Regions from separate parts of the Oryctolagus cuniculus genome. Here region 1 is linked to region 2. The links are chromatin contacts, called in public Hi-C maps. All regions are on one chromosome and are shown on one strand. The core of a region is the stretch at or near the end of the contact, and the rest is flanking DNA. Distances in the headings are between cores, read along the strand shown. Region 1 overlaps BMPR1B (bone morphogenetic protein receptor type 1B). Region 2 holds the start of UNC5C (unc-5 netrin receptor C).

Region 1 (6,752 bases), core at 1,149-3,648, 390 kb before region 2:
TGGTCTTTGATTCAGATAAGTGAGAACCTGGAGACTAGTAGTATATAGTTGATTGCATAGTTTCAAGATTATTTCAAAGACTAAGCTTTTTTTCTCCTAACTCCTCCCTGTCAGAGTAATCTTAAATTATTAGATGTTAGAGAAGTTTTGTATGCTAAGATTTCAGGTTTATAGTTTATGCGTGTATATATTATATAAATATATGTATATGTAAATATTACGTTCAGTGTGGAGTCTGGTGCAACTCCATTATGTGGATTAGAGAGTAAACTATTATGGATGATAAAGTACTAAATGAAACCTAATATTTATTTATGAAAGTGTGTAGGTCGTTCAATCACAAGTGAAGTGGGATGAACATTGAGTGTGAGGAGACAGGCCTCTGACCTCCTGGAAAGCACTGCGCTAAGTTCCCAGTGACCATTCTTTTTTATTCCTCAAGCAGAGAGCTTCTCAGAAAACATGCTGAGATTTTATTTACAGGGAATCCTTTGACACATTTCAATTGATGTGAAGTCAAGTATAGCAAGTACTCAATAATGACTGAATTTCATGTTGCTCGGGTCATGCATATTCATTAGGAGTTTTATGTTGTTGGTCTCTTTTGCCTCTTCTTTGTCTGTGGGTGCAAAGGCACTGAGAAAAGGACTTTTTTTTTTTTTAACTTGAACGTGTTGCGTCGTTGTATCTCCTTAGAAAATGCAGTCCCCTAGCAGTGGAAATGAAAGAAGTTAGCATCAGAGGTGATTTAATTTAGCAATTATGACTGCTCTTGTAAAACAGAAACAAAAAAAATGCCATATTTTTTGGAGAAAAGTTGGCAATTTATAGGGGTTTTGTTGTCTGTTTCAAAAGAAGACTCATTTGTATTCCTTGGGGAACCAGTGCCTTATGGAATCTGTATATACTGTAATTATTCAGGACTAGGGAACAAACGATTGTATTGTATTTGTTACAGATTGTATATGGCTTTGTTTTAACATTCCCCTAAATAAAATAGTTTCATTCTCCCCTTGGAAAGAGCAAGACTGTTATCTTACAGTTGTGCCTGTTGTTGTTGTTGTCTTATTATTTATTTACTTTGTCTTTGAAAATCTCACATTGTATCAGGTGGGAGGGCTGATGCAGGAAGTCTACTTCCTGTGCCAGAGGGAAGAGAAGTGTTGGGATGGCTTCCATTTTCTCTGTCATTTGGAAACTCAGTCATCTGCTGAGAGCAATGGGACGTGCAGGGAAGAAGTGTTTGCAGAGAAATGAGGGAGGTGTCAATGTTTGGCTGTGGAAAATCCCAGCTTCCTGGGGAACCACAGTCGCGTGGTTTTGGGCAGTGCCGAGGGGTGATGACACTAAGTGTGTGGCACAGTGACCCAGAGCCTGGCCTCCTGCTCTCCGGCCCCTCTTATGCCTCAGGGTGTGACACTAGGCACGTGTTGACTTCTCGAGGATGTGATATTACTGTCTACCACACAGAGTTGTCCTGAAGATGAAATGGAATAATACACGCACCAGGCATGCAGTAAGTACTCAATTAGTACCGTTAGCTACGATTCCACATTCATACGCCGCTTTTCCGTGTAGTTGGTGATGTTTGTCTTGCTAGCAGCAACCCAAACGTAGGCATGTAGACAGCTGCCATTGACTTGGGGTTTACCAGTCCTAGGCAGCTATTGGTCAGAGGAAATAAGAACTACCAGGAGGTTGGGTGTCATGGGGCTGAAGTAGGGAAAGAATTCAAGAGAGGCGTAACTAAGAAGGCAGAAGAAAGGCGGTGAAATGACAGGGGACCCTGCTTATGTGAAATTGTGCAAAAGCTGTGACTGAGAGGAGGCTGTGGCCAGAATCTGGGTTCCGAAGGAGAGTCGCAGCCCCAGGCCTGGCTGAGTGGCTGATCACAGGAGTGGGAGGTCCTAGTCAGTGAGAGAGAGCCAGGCCTTGGGCTTCAAGTCCCCAGGGATGGGAGGAGTGCTGAGGAGTGGAGCTTGTCAGACAGTTCTCCAGGGCTACAGGAGAAGGACAGGGCAGCAGGCAGGGCCAAAGAGTCCAGGGGAAGGCTGGTGGGCCTGGTGGGCCTGGGGGCTTAGGGGCCGACTGAGTGGGTGCACAGGTAATGCATGCTCCAGAGTGGTGTGAGAAGGAGCTCACCCTTGCTCCCTCATGCAGGGCACTCAGGGTGGGGAAGGATGTGGCTGCTGCTGCTGTTGACCTGGAAACAGCCCCAGGGGGGTAGGCCACCCTCAGCAAAAGGACAAAGCATTGTGCAGCCCTGGAGGGCAGAGTGGGAAGCTGGGGTTTGAGGGGATCTGTCAGACACGGGGTCTGGAGCCAGGACCCACTCTTGCTGGGGAGTACTGTCCGCAGCATGGGCTTGCATTGAGTCACGGTCCATGCAGGGACAGAAGGTTTGTGTGAGACAGTGCCAAGAGAACAACTGCTTCCTAGTGCTGGGATTCAGAACCACCCGGCTCACATCCTGTTGTTTCCACTTTCTCAGTCCTGCAGAAGGACATAGTGTCCAACCATCGCTTTTCTCACCTGGAGTGAAAATCGGGCTAAACACCTCACATCATGGTGCTCTTAGGAGGGGCAAATGAGATGAGTCTGTCACGGCCCATGCCAGGTGGGTAGCAGGTGCACAGGCTCACTGCTTGTCCCTCAGCCATAAAGGTTACAGGACCTGAAGCTCTCTGCATTTGAGACAAGCTGAGATTTGCCACTGGGGCACCTGTCACCTTGTCTACACTGTCTTCTGTATGTAGCTGGTTTCATTCAGTCCTTTCTCTGGACTCAGGCACTCAGGTTACCAGTCAACCCCAGCTGGGAAACGGGGCCTTCCCTGGATGCTAGTCGTTTGAGAAGTTCAAGCTTGGTTGTTGCCGATGGTCACCATTCCGAAATAAGATGAACTTTTGCTTCTGCCAGGTAATTGTCACCCTGGCTTCTGATACTAATCCAGCTGTCAGGTCTCAGGGGTGGGTCAGGGTTGTTTGCTTGGCACCTGTTAGGTTGGCACTGAGGGATGCAGAGAGAGCCCAATTCTCAGAACCCTCCAGTGGCCTCAGCTGAGAGACAGGCTCCCTGTGAGTCCAGGCCCCTTGCCAATATGACCTTGAAAATATTCATGTGCTTTCCCAAGTGCAGCCTTCTCAGTAGGATTCCCGGCTATGAAGGAAGCTCCATATGAGTGGCCGACGGGTGGGTAACAGTCTGAGTCTGCCCCACCGTGTGCTTTCTGTGTTCCCTTTGTAAAGTACCCTTTTGTTTTGCTTTGTGTTTTTTGAAGATTTATTGATTTGAAAGGCAGAGAGTTACACAGAGGCAGAGGGACAGGTCTTCCATCCAGTGGCTCACTCCCAGAATAGCCACCACAGCTGGAGCTGGACCAATCCAAAGCCAGGAGCCTCCTCTGGATCTCTCATGTGGGTGCAGGGGCCCAAGGACTTGGGTCACCCTCTACTGCTTTCCTAGGCCACAGCAGAGAGCTGGATGGGAAGTGGAGCAGCCGGGACTCAAACTGGCACCCATATGGGATACTGGCACTGAAGGGTGTGGCTTTTACCTCATATGCCGCAGTACTGACCCCTTGGTTTGTTTTTTAACTTGAAATTTCTTTTTTTTTAAGATATATATTTTTTGTTTATTTTAAAGAGTTACAGTGGTAGAGACAGAGAGGTCCTCCATCTGCTGGTTCACTCCCCAAATGGCTGCAATGGCCGGAGCTGAGCAGATTCGAAATTGGGAGCCAGGAGCTTCTTCCGGTTCTCTGACGTGGGTACAGGGGCCCAAAGACTTAGGCCATCCTCTACTGCTTTCCCAGACCCTAGCGGAGAGCTGCATCTAGAGTAGAGGAGCTTGGACTTGAACTGGCGCCCATATGGGATGCTGGCATTTCAGTCTGGGCTTTAACCTGCTGCGCTGCAGCGCTGGCCCCTTAACTTGAAGTTTCTTTCAGCCACTGACCTTTGTTCTCCCTTTGATTTTACCCTGGGTCCACTTTATGTGTTTCTGTAACTTCCTTAGCTCTGAACATGATCTGTTGTGATCCCAGCACAGGCTCAGGTGTACATCCTGTCTAGGAACACTTCTCCAGGTAGTTCTCTCATGGAGGGAAGGACTGCCAACTTTGCTTCCCTCCCTACCTTCCAAGCTACTTTCTGCTTCACCCTGGGAGGATGCTCACCTTGGGTGCAGTGTGCTCTGTGCTGTGTTACTGGCCTTACCTTTCAGGTCCTATTCCTGTAGCTGTTTGCAGACTTCATTTAAAATTGGATCTCTGAGGGGGCCAGTGCTGTGGTGCAGTGGGTTAAGCCACCATGTGCAACACCAGCATGTCTTATGAGCACCTGTTCAAGTCCCTGCTGCTCTACTTCCAATCCAGCTCCCTGCTAATGTGCCTGGAAAAGCAGCAGAGGATCGCCCAAGTGGTTGGGTCCCTGCCTTGTAACCTGGATGGAGCTCCTGGGTCCTGCCCAGACCAGTCCTGGCCATTGCAGCCATATAGGGAGTAAACCAGCAGATGGAAAAATCAATCTCTCTCTTGGTCTCTCTCTGCCTTTCAAATAAAGAAATCTTTCAAAAAAAAAAAAAAAAAACTTGAATGCCTGAGTATAGGGCCTAGCACTCTATTTACAAGCTTGCTAGGGAATTCTGCCATGGATATTCTGAGTCATTGGTTCTCACCCTTAGTATCACCTGGGAGCTTTTAAAACTCCATGCTCAAGCTGTTCCCAGACCAGTTAAAGCCAAATCCCTGGAGGTAGGACCCGGGTGATTCCAGGGTGCAGAGATGCTTGAGGTGTACCTTCCCAGAACCCCATCCATCCAAGACACCAGGGTTTTTGTTCTGTGGAAGAAGTGTAGGGTGACTTACCATGGAGGGGGACTTTTTTTGTGAAGAAACAAGGCAGGCAGCACTCACTCTTGCTTATAAATATAATTTATTACCTGTTTAAAAATTCTTTCTTACATTTTGTACATGTTGGCTGACAGAATAAATGCAGGCAATACGAACCAAGGGGACTGCAGGAAAACTTGGGAGAGGCAGCCAGGGAAAGAAAAAAGAGGCACACCCAGAGCTGTATCCCTCACCTCCACCACACGGCAAGGCAGTGGCGGATGCCTAGAGAGCACTCTGCTGCCACCAGGGTTTTTTTATTTTTATTTTTTTTAGAAAAGGAATTGCATAGAAGATACAGCAAAAGGGAACTCTACCACAATGACAGAAGTGTTCCATATCTGAAAAGCCAGGGTCGGTGGTATTTTGTTTAAAAAAAAAAAAAAAAAAGGATGGCAAAGCACACAATTTCAATCTGACATTTCTGCAATTGAGCAGTTCCACGGCGGGGCAGCAGGTGGATGAGACAGCCTCCGATAGGGAGTCAGTGGTCATCCTTAGAAAAAGCAAAGAGGGAAGTTACCGGCTTGGTCGAGCTCGACATGAAACTGAGCGCTTACAACACTGCGGCATCTAAAGCACACACAGAGCGATGAGATACCCTGCACTTGGGCCAAACACATCTGTCTGGAGGGGGAGGGCTTCACTGTCAAGACTGGGTGTGTGAAAGGGTGAAGAGATAGCTCAGATCTCGTGCTCAACTTGTTCTGATCTCTGTCTTTTTTCTTTCCCAGGGTCTGGAAGAGGCTGCATCTGAATTTGTAGCTCTACATGTACAGGTGCCACTAATGACTTTAAGAACATAAAAGGGCAACGACATTTCCCCCTGGCTATAGATTTCTTGGTTTGGTTTGGTTTTGCTTTTTAAATGCTGCTATAAAAGGGTCTTGGGTTTAACATCAAGAGCACAGCTCTGGTCATCTGCTGCTGCTTCCCTGTGGTGCGGAGGATCAGAGGCCAAGAGCTCATCAACCTTTAGGCTGCCATGCAGCAGAATCTGCTCACAATTCCCATTCCAAACACCAGTGCTGGCAGTTGGATCAGTGCCATCAGGTTTAACAGCAGGGCTAAGAGTGCCTTATCCAGTAGACCTTTGGAACTTAAGGATGACACAGGATTTTGACTTATCAGGGACCCTGAAGTGTTAGGACTTAGAATTTATTATTTTGCTGAAGCACAAATTTAATGTGGTATTTTGAAAGACTGGTGGTGTACAGTAGCAAATAATATAGCTGGTGGGCAATTGACTGTATTTCAGAGAATCATTTTTTGCTTGACAAGTACTAAGCCATGACTCTCATGATATTCTGCAGAGATTTCCAACTTGGGATTCTAGAAGATCTCTAGACAGATGCCTCTAGTGTGCAGGAATCTGAGTATACACTGGGCTGGGGACTAGTCTCTATAACTGCTTGGATTTGTGTGCTAGCACATTTGTGGAGTACCTGTTGGTTTGTCCTGGTGCTGCCTTGTGACCATGCTACAATAGATCTAAGACAGCCATTACATTTGGTTGAATGAACCTATTAATATCTCAGCATAAATCAGTCTAGGGAGGTGACAAGCACACTGGAAAAGCTGGGAGCATGAACTCTTCTGAAGACAGACTGTTGAAGGAGGATTTCTGAAAATGGAAGCAGCCATAAGGCTGATAGACTAAAGGATTGGGGAGTTCTTTGTTAGCCTATAGAGAAAACCCACCCAGGGACATGCAAAGGCCATCTCCCCACTTTTCAAATTAGGCTTCCAAGACACAATTATGGGAATATTTATGACTTCTTTTGGCTTAGCTGGCCTGTATGGACACAGGCTTAAATTTTTAACATTGGTTACAGTATTCTAAGTCTCCCTATTCGACTAA
Region 2 (7,272 bases), core at 950-3,449:
AGAAGAGCTCTGGAGGTGTGCATGAGAAAACCAGAGCGGACCCTTCAGGAGCCAGGATGGGAGGCATCTGGCGCGAAGCGAAGGAAGGATTTATGAGCGTGGCCACTTAGCAGGGCAGCAGGAAAATTTACTCCGCAAGTAGCTAGCGCTAATTCACAAAGCTTTGCTAATGACCTACCACCCCCCACCCCTCACCCCCGCGCACCAGCCTGGGCTCCACGCCGCCCTCAACCCCCAACGTGCCCGCCCCCAGCGCCCTGCTCGGAGCCAGCGAGCTAGCGAAGGGAGCGGAGGAAATGCTGTCGTAGCACCACGGCGTGTGCATGTCACGGAGGAGCTGGGGTGTGCATGTCACGGAGGAGCTGGGGGCTTCTGTCGGCTCCTCTCCAGCCCTCCAAATTTGGAAAGAAGGATAATGGAGATGGGGGGGGGGGTCCCTGAGTTGCCAGTGAAGCTGCCTAGGCTGCCTTCAGCCTCTCCTCCCTTCCAGGAAAAGCTGAGCCACCCTCCCCCAGCCCTCTATCGCCTCCAAACTGTGGGCAAAGACTCAGGTGGGCTTGGCCAGAAGGTTGGGGGCCCAGGTGACCACAGAGAGACCCCCAAAGGGGGCAGCCTTGACTTTTTGTCCTGCCCAACCCCACAACGTCCCTTCCACGCAGCTTCCTGGGCTCAGAAGGCTGGGAGCTGCCAAGACCATTCCAAACTCCGGGGGAAAGGAGGAAGCCAGGCAAGCAGTCCGGTGCCTTCTCTCCTCTCTGGCCCACCACCAACTCCTTCGTGGTCTTGGCCGCTCCCCTCCCAACACCGGAGTAGCCCTAGGTCGGGGCACTTTATTTCCAAGCTCACACGCGTTAAATTAAAATGTCAGACTTATAAACTGGCCGGTTACCCCGGGAAGTCTCGGATTTGGTAGGAGTAACCAGCCCGATCCCGATCGCTGAGAGCTCTGGGGTTTTAAGTTTCTCGGGCGCCTGTTGGGAAGGGGAAGAAGGCGCATGGAGAGGCATGGGCTCCCTAGACCCGCCACGCTGCCACAGCCGGCCCTGGAGGGCTCTGTCTCCACAGCGCCCAGGGGGAAAACCGCGCTGGTGGGTCCTCAGCGGTAATGGACTTATTTCTGTAGCGGAGCTCCCCTTGGTCTCCAAGCAATGATAATCCTGCACCCCCAGCTGTGGCACAGCACAGAAGGTTCCGTGCACCAGGCACAACAGGGCGCATCTCTGGCATGCCACCCAGCTGTCGCCACCGAGGTTCGGGACTTGGCGTGCACCGCGGGCAGCAACGTGCGCGTGCAGGGCTGAAAGTGCAAAGGACACCCCCAGGCACCTCCAGGCACTGACAGGGACGCCAAGTCCACACCCTGTACGTCTCCCCGTTGCATCCATGCCCATCTAGGAAGAGAGATTCAAGCTCATCAGCACCATCCACGCATCTTGACTAGTTAGGAAAGTGGAATTCCAAGTGGTTTCCAGTTGCGAGCCACGGGTTACACTGAAAAGGGCAGAACTGGGTAGCAGGAGAGAGAGAAGGAGGGAAGGAGGAAGCATGGGGAGGCGGCAGCTGAGCCTGGAGGACCCCCTTACCTTGAGCGGCAGAGCCCGTGCCGCTGGCGCTGAGCAGGGCCAGGGCAGGTAGCACGAGCATTTGCAGCACATATCCCAGTCCCAGTCCGCAGCGGGCCGCTGTAGCCCGCAGACCTTTCCTCATGGTAGACGGAGGTGTGCAGTGGGGAAGCCACCCAGAGAGAGGCGCAAACAGCGGAAAGCCCCGCGCCGCCCGGCAGCTGCTGAATCCGCGCACCGCGAAGCAGTCAGAAGAAATCGCCACAACCCAGCGCCACACTCCACTTTCTCCAAGGGCAGGGACCAAAAGGGGGTGGAGAGGAGACGCCGAGGAGGAGTTTGCTGGTCCCTCTTTGCCCGTGCCTTCTAACTGATGTCTCCAGCGAGCGCCTGCTCTGCCCCCACTTGGGAAGTCTGGGGAGGCGCAAGGCAGCCACCTCCACCGCTCCTCCCAGCAGCACGAGCAGCCGCAGCTCCACCGCGCGCCGAGCCTGGACTGCTGGCCCGGTCCCCTCACAGGCAGGGAACACACACAGCCACAGGGTGGGGGGAGGAGGAGGGAGCAGAGGGAAGGCGCTTGGGCACAGCGAGGCGCTCCCGGCTCCAATCGCAGCCTTCTCTGACGGGCAACAGAGACGCCCAGGCTGCCGCTGCTGGTGGCGGCCAGGGAGGGTCACCTTCTACCAGGGGCGCTCATCTCCGAAGAGGAGGCAGTCAAGGAGGCGTGCAGGACACTTCCCAACTCCGCTGGGGGGTCAGCAGCTGCGGGAGCGCGCCCAGCCGCCTTATGTAAGGTAGACTCCGGACAGAGACCTGCAGCCAGCGTGGATGGTGGGGACCGGCCTTGGCGCGCCCCGCAGAAGCAGTGGCCGGGGCGCGCCGGAGGACCACGCGGCTGCCGGGAATGGGAACGCGCCTGCACCCCGCGGTGCGCCAGACCTGGGCTCCTGGAGGGCAGCGGGCGCGCCCCGGGCCACTTGGCTGCTTGCAGTGGAGCTCAGCCTGCCTCCTGCCAGCTTCACCGAGTCGCCAAAGCCCGAGCCAGATTCCTGGGACTGGACTGGACTCGCTCTCCCACTTCGGGTCTTGCGGCGGCGAAGCCAGGTGCAAGCTAGAACTGAAGTCCTCAGTGGTGGGGAAGAAGGCTTGAAGCTTTGGCAGTGCCCAGTCCACTGCACTCTTGGAGTGCTCAGCGCCACTTAGACTGTTTTATGCTCTGAGCGTCCATGACATGTCTGTTGTGGAACAAAAACTAAAAGCTCCAAGAAAAGTCCTTTTCAGCAGTGCTTGCTCTGCGTGCATCCTGGTGACTGGGCACTTTGAGTATGTTATGGGTGGTGAGGCAATACTGGGAGGAAATCTCCCAGGGGAAAAGGAAAAATAGAACAATATTTGTAGATACTCAAAGTGATGGTGGGAGCTATGGCTTCGTGTCCAGATTCCTACCGGGGAAGTGGAAGGACTCAAACCTCTGAATATTTTACCTTTCTATGGGAAAGGATTGTCTGGGTAATTAGGTGGTGAAGTCTTGTTGGAAGAATTAAATGAGGAATGTAGGAGTCAAAACTAAGGCACTAAGGCGAGGCTAGACAAAAAGACAGGGGGATGGGTAAAAAGGTCAAACAGCAAGGCTCAGCCAGCATTTTGGGAAGAACAAATTCCCTTCTCTAAGAATGGTACACTTCTAAATGAATAGATTATGCATCAGGGAAATGTTAAAACTCTATGTACAAGGGGGGTGTAGTGAACACACGGGCAGGGCACTGGAGGCCTACTGGAGGCACTGGAGGCTATGATCTGAATTTTCTGTTACCCTGGGCCCGTCAGGGAACCTTTGCCTGTCTCCTCTGTGAAATATTTTCTTCTTGTTAGTTCTGACATGCTGTGGTGTGTCTGCTCAGCTTCACCTAAAGAGCCAATGAGTCCTGTCTTGGACAAATTTGATAGGTCTGAAAAGATCATGATTGCCAGACATTGACCCAACTGTTCTGTCTTACATCTATGGAGTTTCTGCCTGCCACACTAAAATTTCTTCTTCCCCCTCTTCATCTGTCAAATGCCAAGACACTGTGACATTTGGTAAAGGGAGGTGGGGAGAGTGCTGGTGCCAGACGGTTGGTTAAACTCTTAGTTCCAGTGACTACCTGACAGGTAATGAGCAATAAGGCTAGGTGCCTCTGTTTGCCCAGTCTGTTTAATGGGAGTAGTAGTAATAATTATCTTGTAGGGTGATTATTCAATCCTTATATAAGGATAAGGATTAAACATATGTAAACTGCCTAACACAAAGTTATCATTAATTGCTGTTCTTTCCATTGATGGGAGATTTCCATCAGTCTCAGGCTATCTAGTCCAGAGCTGTTCAACAGAACTTTCTAGACATTAGACCTATGTGGCTACGGAGCACTTGCAGTGTGGCTAGTGTGAACTGAGAACTTTAATTTTTATTTAAATAGCCACATGTGATGATCAGTAGCTACCATGTTGGGCGGTATAGCAAGACCATCATTTCTTTTGAGGATCACCAAAAAGGGTCATTTGTTATCTGTTTTTACAAATTTTCCAAGAAGGACGATGTAATAGTAAGAAGTAAATTCCTCTGGATATTCCCTCTCATATGAACAACATCCAAAAGTTATTCACTTTTTATCTATTGCAGAGAATTTTGCCTTTATCATTTCATCTGCAGCTCCTAGCACAGAGCCTGGCATGCAGTTAGCGCTCAATCAATATTAATCCATCATCACAAAGGCTCAAAAGGGAAAAATTCTCAGTGTGCAGGACAATCGAAGAAGGCTGAAATCGTCACCTACTACTGCTTGAGCCTTGAGGTGCTCAATAACCGTTACCATATGAAATGAATTCCTTGGCAGAAAGACTACGGGATCAAGAGGGAAAAAGTGGTTCAGTACTGAAATTCAGCCTAAAGAGGGCAGAAGAATGGTTTGAGAAATGGTGTGTGGAGCAGACATGGGAAAGGCAGAGGAGAGTGAGAGAACAAGGGCAGGGGAAACACTTGCAAATAGATGGGCTTCACCAGCCAGCAAGTTTCCTGCTCTCTGCAGCCCAGCTACAGGGCAGCTTATCTTGGGTTATCAATATACTCTGCAGAGATTTTGTTGACTATCCTATTTTTCTTTTCATGAAAATGAAAGTGCAGTGTTTCATGGAATTCTGAGCCATAGAGTCGCTAATGTCATGCAGACATAGACTCAAATATCCCTGTTGTTGAGATGACTTCTCTGACCAGCATACCTAAAGCACCAATCCATCATGCTCAACTGCATTCACCTGTGTCGACTTTCCATATGTCATTATTTTCTATATACACATATGTATATACACAATATACAAATACTCACAGGTATGAGTATATGTATGTATTCTTTCCAAGAGATTGCATGCTTCTCAAGGGGAGGAATTCTGTTTTTATAGTATGTTCAGCACTCTGTACCCTGAATCTAGGATGAAGTTTGGCATCGAATAGATGGTCAATAAATGTTTACTGAATATGCAATGGGTGAATGAGAGCCAATGAATTTTAAATGAAGTCCTTGATTAACACCCCCACCACTGTGCAGTTTCAAATTATGAGTTGACTTGACAAGTTATTGGATAAAAACAAATTTGGACAAATTTTTTTTTCACTGAAACTTTATCGGAATATGACTTTTAGGGTTGGTGTATTGCAGGTGTTTAAGGAACAGATGAGAAATTCATCTCATTTTGAAAAATAAAAATCTTCATTTAAATCCATATACAAGGGCTTCCTTTTTCTTGGCTACAGTGAGTACAGAATTAACTCTGGGATAATAAATCCCAGTGACAGGTGCTAATGGGAATTAAGCATGCAAATCCCCTGCATATCCCTCCAGAAATCTACACCAAGAGAAGTATGCTATTTAGCATGTAGGCTGCTTAGTAATAATGTTATTTACTCTAAGCCAGTATGGGAAAAGTTTCCAGCTTAAGGCTTAAATAAAAACAACTGAACATATATTTGAATTATAGAAATATTTTCCAGGTTTATTTCTGTCCTTATGTTTGATTCCTTACTTTTTGCCTTTGTATGTGTTTCTAATAATAACTTCATACTAGGAAGGTTAGCAAGAAAAAAGGATGATTTTAGTGAACAATAGGATGATGTGGGGGAAACTTTTTCTTAAGTAGGAGTTGGGGGCCCAGAAACTTCAGACAACATTCTTGCTAGACACAAACTAAGGAGAGCCAGTTCCGATTCAGTTGATCAACCCACCTTCTCAGCCCCAAGAAAGAGCTGGCCTGCCATAAGCGTACACACCCTGGAACTTTATGCTTTTTATGAATTATATCAGATGAAACTTACTTATGTGCAATTGAAAGAAACCCAACTTAAGACAGCTTAAGCAAAAAGTGAAATTATTCCTATGCATAACTCAAAATTGATGGATTAAAAACCTAGACTAATACTGGCTAACATTTACTGATCGCTGGCTGTGTGTCATGCACTATTCCCAGGTCTTTCCGTAGATTATCTCATGTAATTCTCACATTGGGGATTAAATTATAGTGCTATTATTGTCTTAGTCTGTTTTGTGCTGATGTAATAGAATACCGCAGACTGGTTAATTTATTAAAAAAAAAAAAACACAGGAACTTATTTTATTACAGGCCTGGAGACTGGCAAATCTAAGATCTGTGAACTAGTAACTGACAATGACGTTCTTGATGGTGGAGGGGGAAAAGGGATGGTGAGGGAAGCATGAGGTGACCAGCTCTCCTCCTTTTTTTAGAAACCCACTTCCATGATAACAAAACCAGTCTTGAGGTAATGGCCTTAATCCATTCAGGAGACTGGTGCTTGCCCCACCCCCATCAAACTCCTCCCATTAGGCCCTGACTCTCACCCTACCCATTGGGGATATTTCCAACAGAAATTTTTGGGGAGCACATTCAAACCACAGCAACTATTATCCCTATGTTATATGTGAGGGAAAAGAGTGGTTAGATTACTTGCCCCAAGGTCATACTAGGCTAGCACTTATTTAGTGCCTGAAGGGGTCATATTCTAAATGCAAGAACTTAAACATTCATAGGACTCAGTCCTCCTCTCCCACCCCAATAGCTTGGTTCTGCTGTCCTCTGATTTGGATTTGGTCTCCTCATGGATTTTGTGATCTCTATGCTCTGATTCCTGGAAGTTCTAGGTTTACATTGTCTTCATCATGACCAATCTCAGCACAAAGAGCATCCTCATTCTGAGATGGCCAAGAAAATGTAGACTTATGTCTCCAGCCTATCTTGTTTCACTTACCAATAATTGAGGGAATCACCATGGCCAGATGGTTGGAATAAGCTCAATGGCAACATCTAAGGCATGTGCCAATTTTTTTTTACACTGGAAAATTGGATTGAGAGTGGGCAGAAGGTGTCCCTCATAAAGAAAAGTCAATATGTGGAGATGGAAGATTAATGCAAAGAATATATACCAAGAGAATGGATGTAGGAAAGGCAGAACAACAGATTACCTCCCCCTCTTTTTTTTTTTTTTTTTGTGCTGTGTGGAAATTAGTTCTTCCTGTTTACTTTTGAGCCACAACACATCATTGTGGCAAATGAAGAGCTTTGCTTAAGAATGACTAAAAAACAGGTAATTCCTTGTAGATTACTTTTACTGTTAAATGGCAGAGTTGAGGCCAATTCAATTCAGAAAACTTTCATTTGGCTCCTA

What was found. A called contact is a pair of places that touch in the nucleus more often than the background predicts.
Region 1: a Hi-C map of an unstated tissue shows a contact between it and region 2, with 2.5 times the contacts expected there. The contact joins the enhancer-like site here to the promoter of UNC5C in region 2. A contact is called at or near these places in 2 of 6 Hi-C or Micro-C datasets (ear pinna and an unstated tissue).

Annotation. Positions count from the first base shown.
Region 1 is chr8:70,237,192-70,243,943 of mOryCun1.1, reverse strand. It overlaps BMPR1B (bone morphogenetic protein receptor type 1B), which reads left to right. Exons shown (of 14, transcript XM_017347401.3): 14 at 1-1,020. Among named protein-coding and RNA genes, the nearest start is that of UNC5C, 390 kb to the right of the region's middle. Within about 2 kb of position 2,398, at least 1 of the 8 cell types and tissues checked has an H3K27ac peak or open chromatin away from gene starts, as enhancers often do.
Region 2 is chr8:69,849,065-69,856,336 of mOryCun1.1, reverse strand. It overlaps UNC5C (unc-5 netrin receptor C), which reads right to left and starts at 2,199. Exons shown (of 17, transcript XM_008267581.4): 1 at 1,584-2,199. The coding sequence starts at 1,707.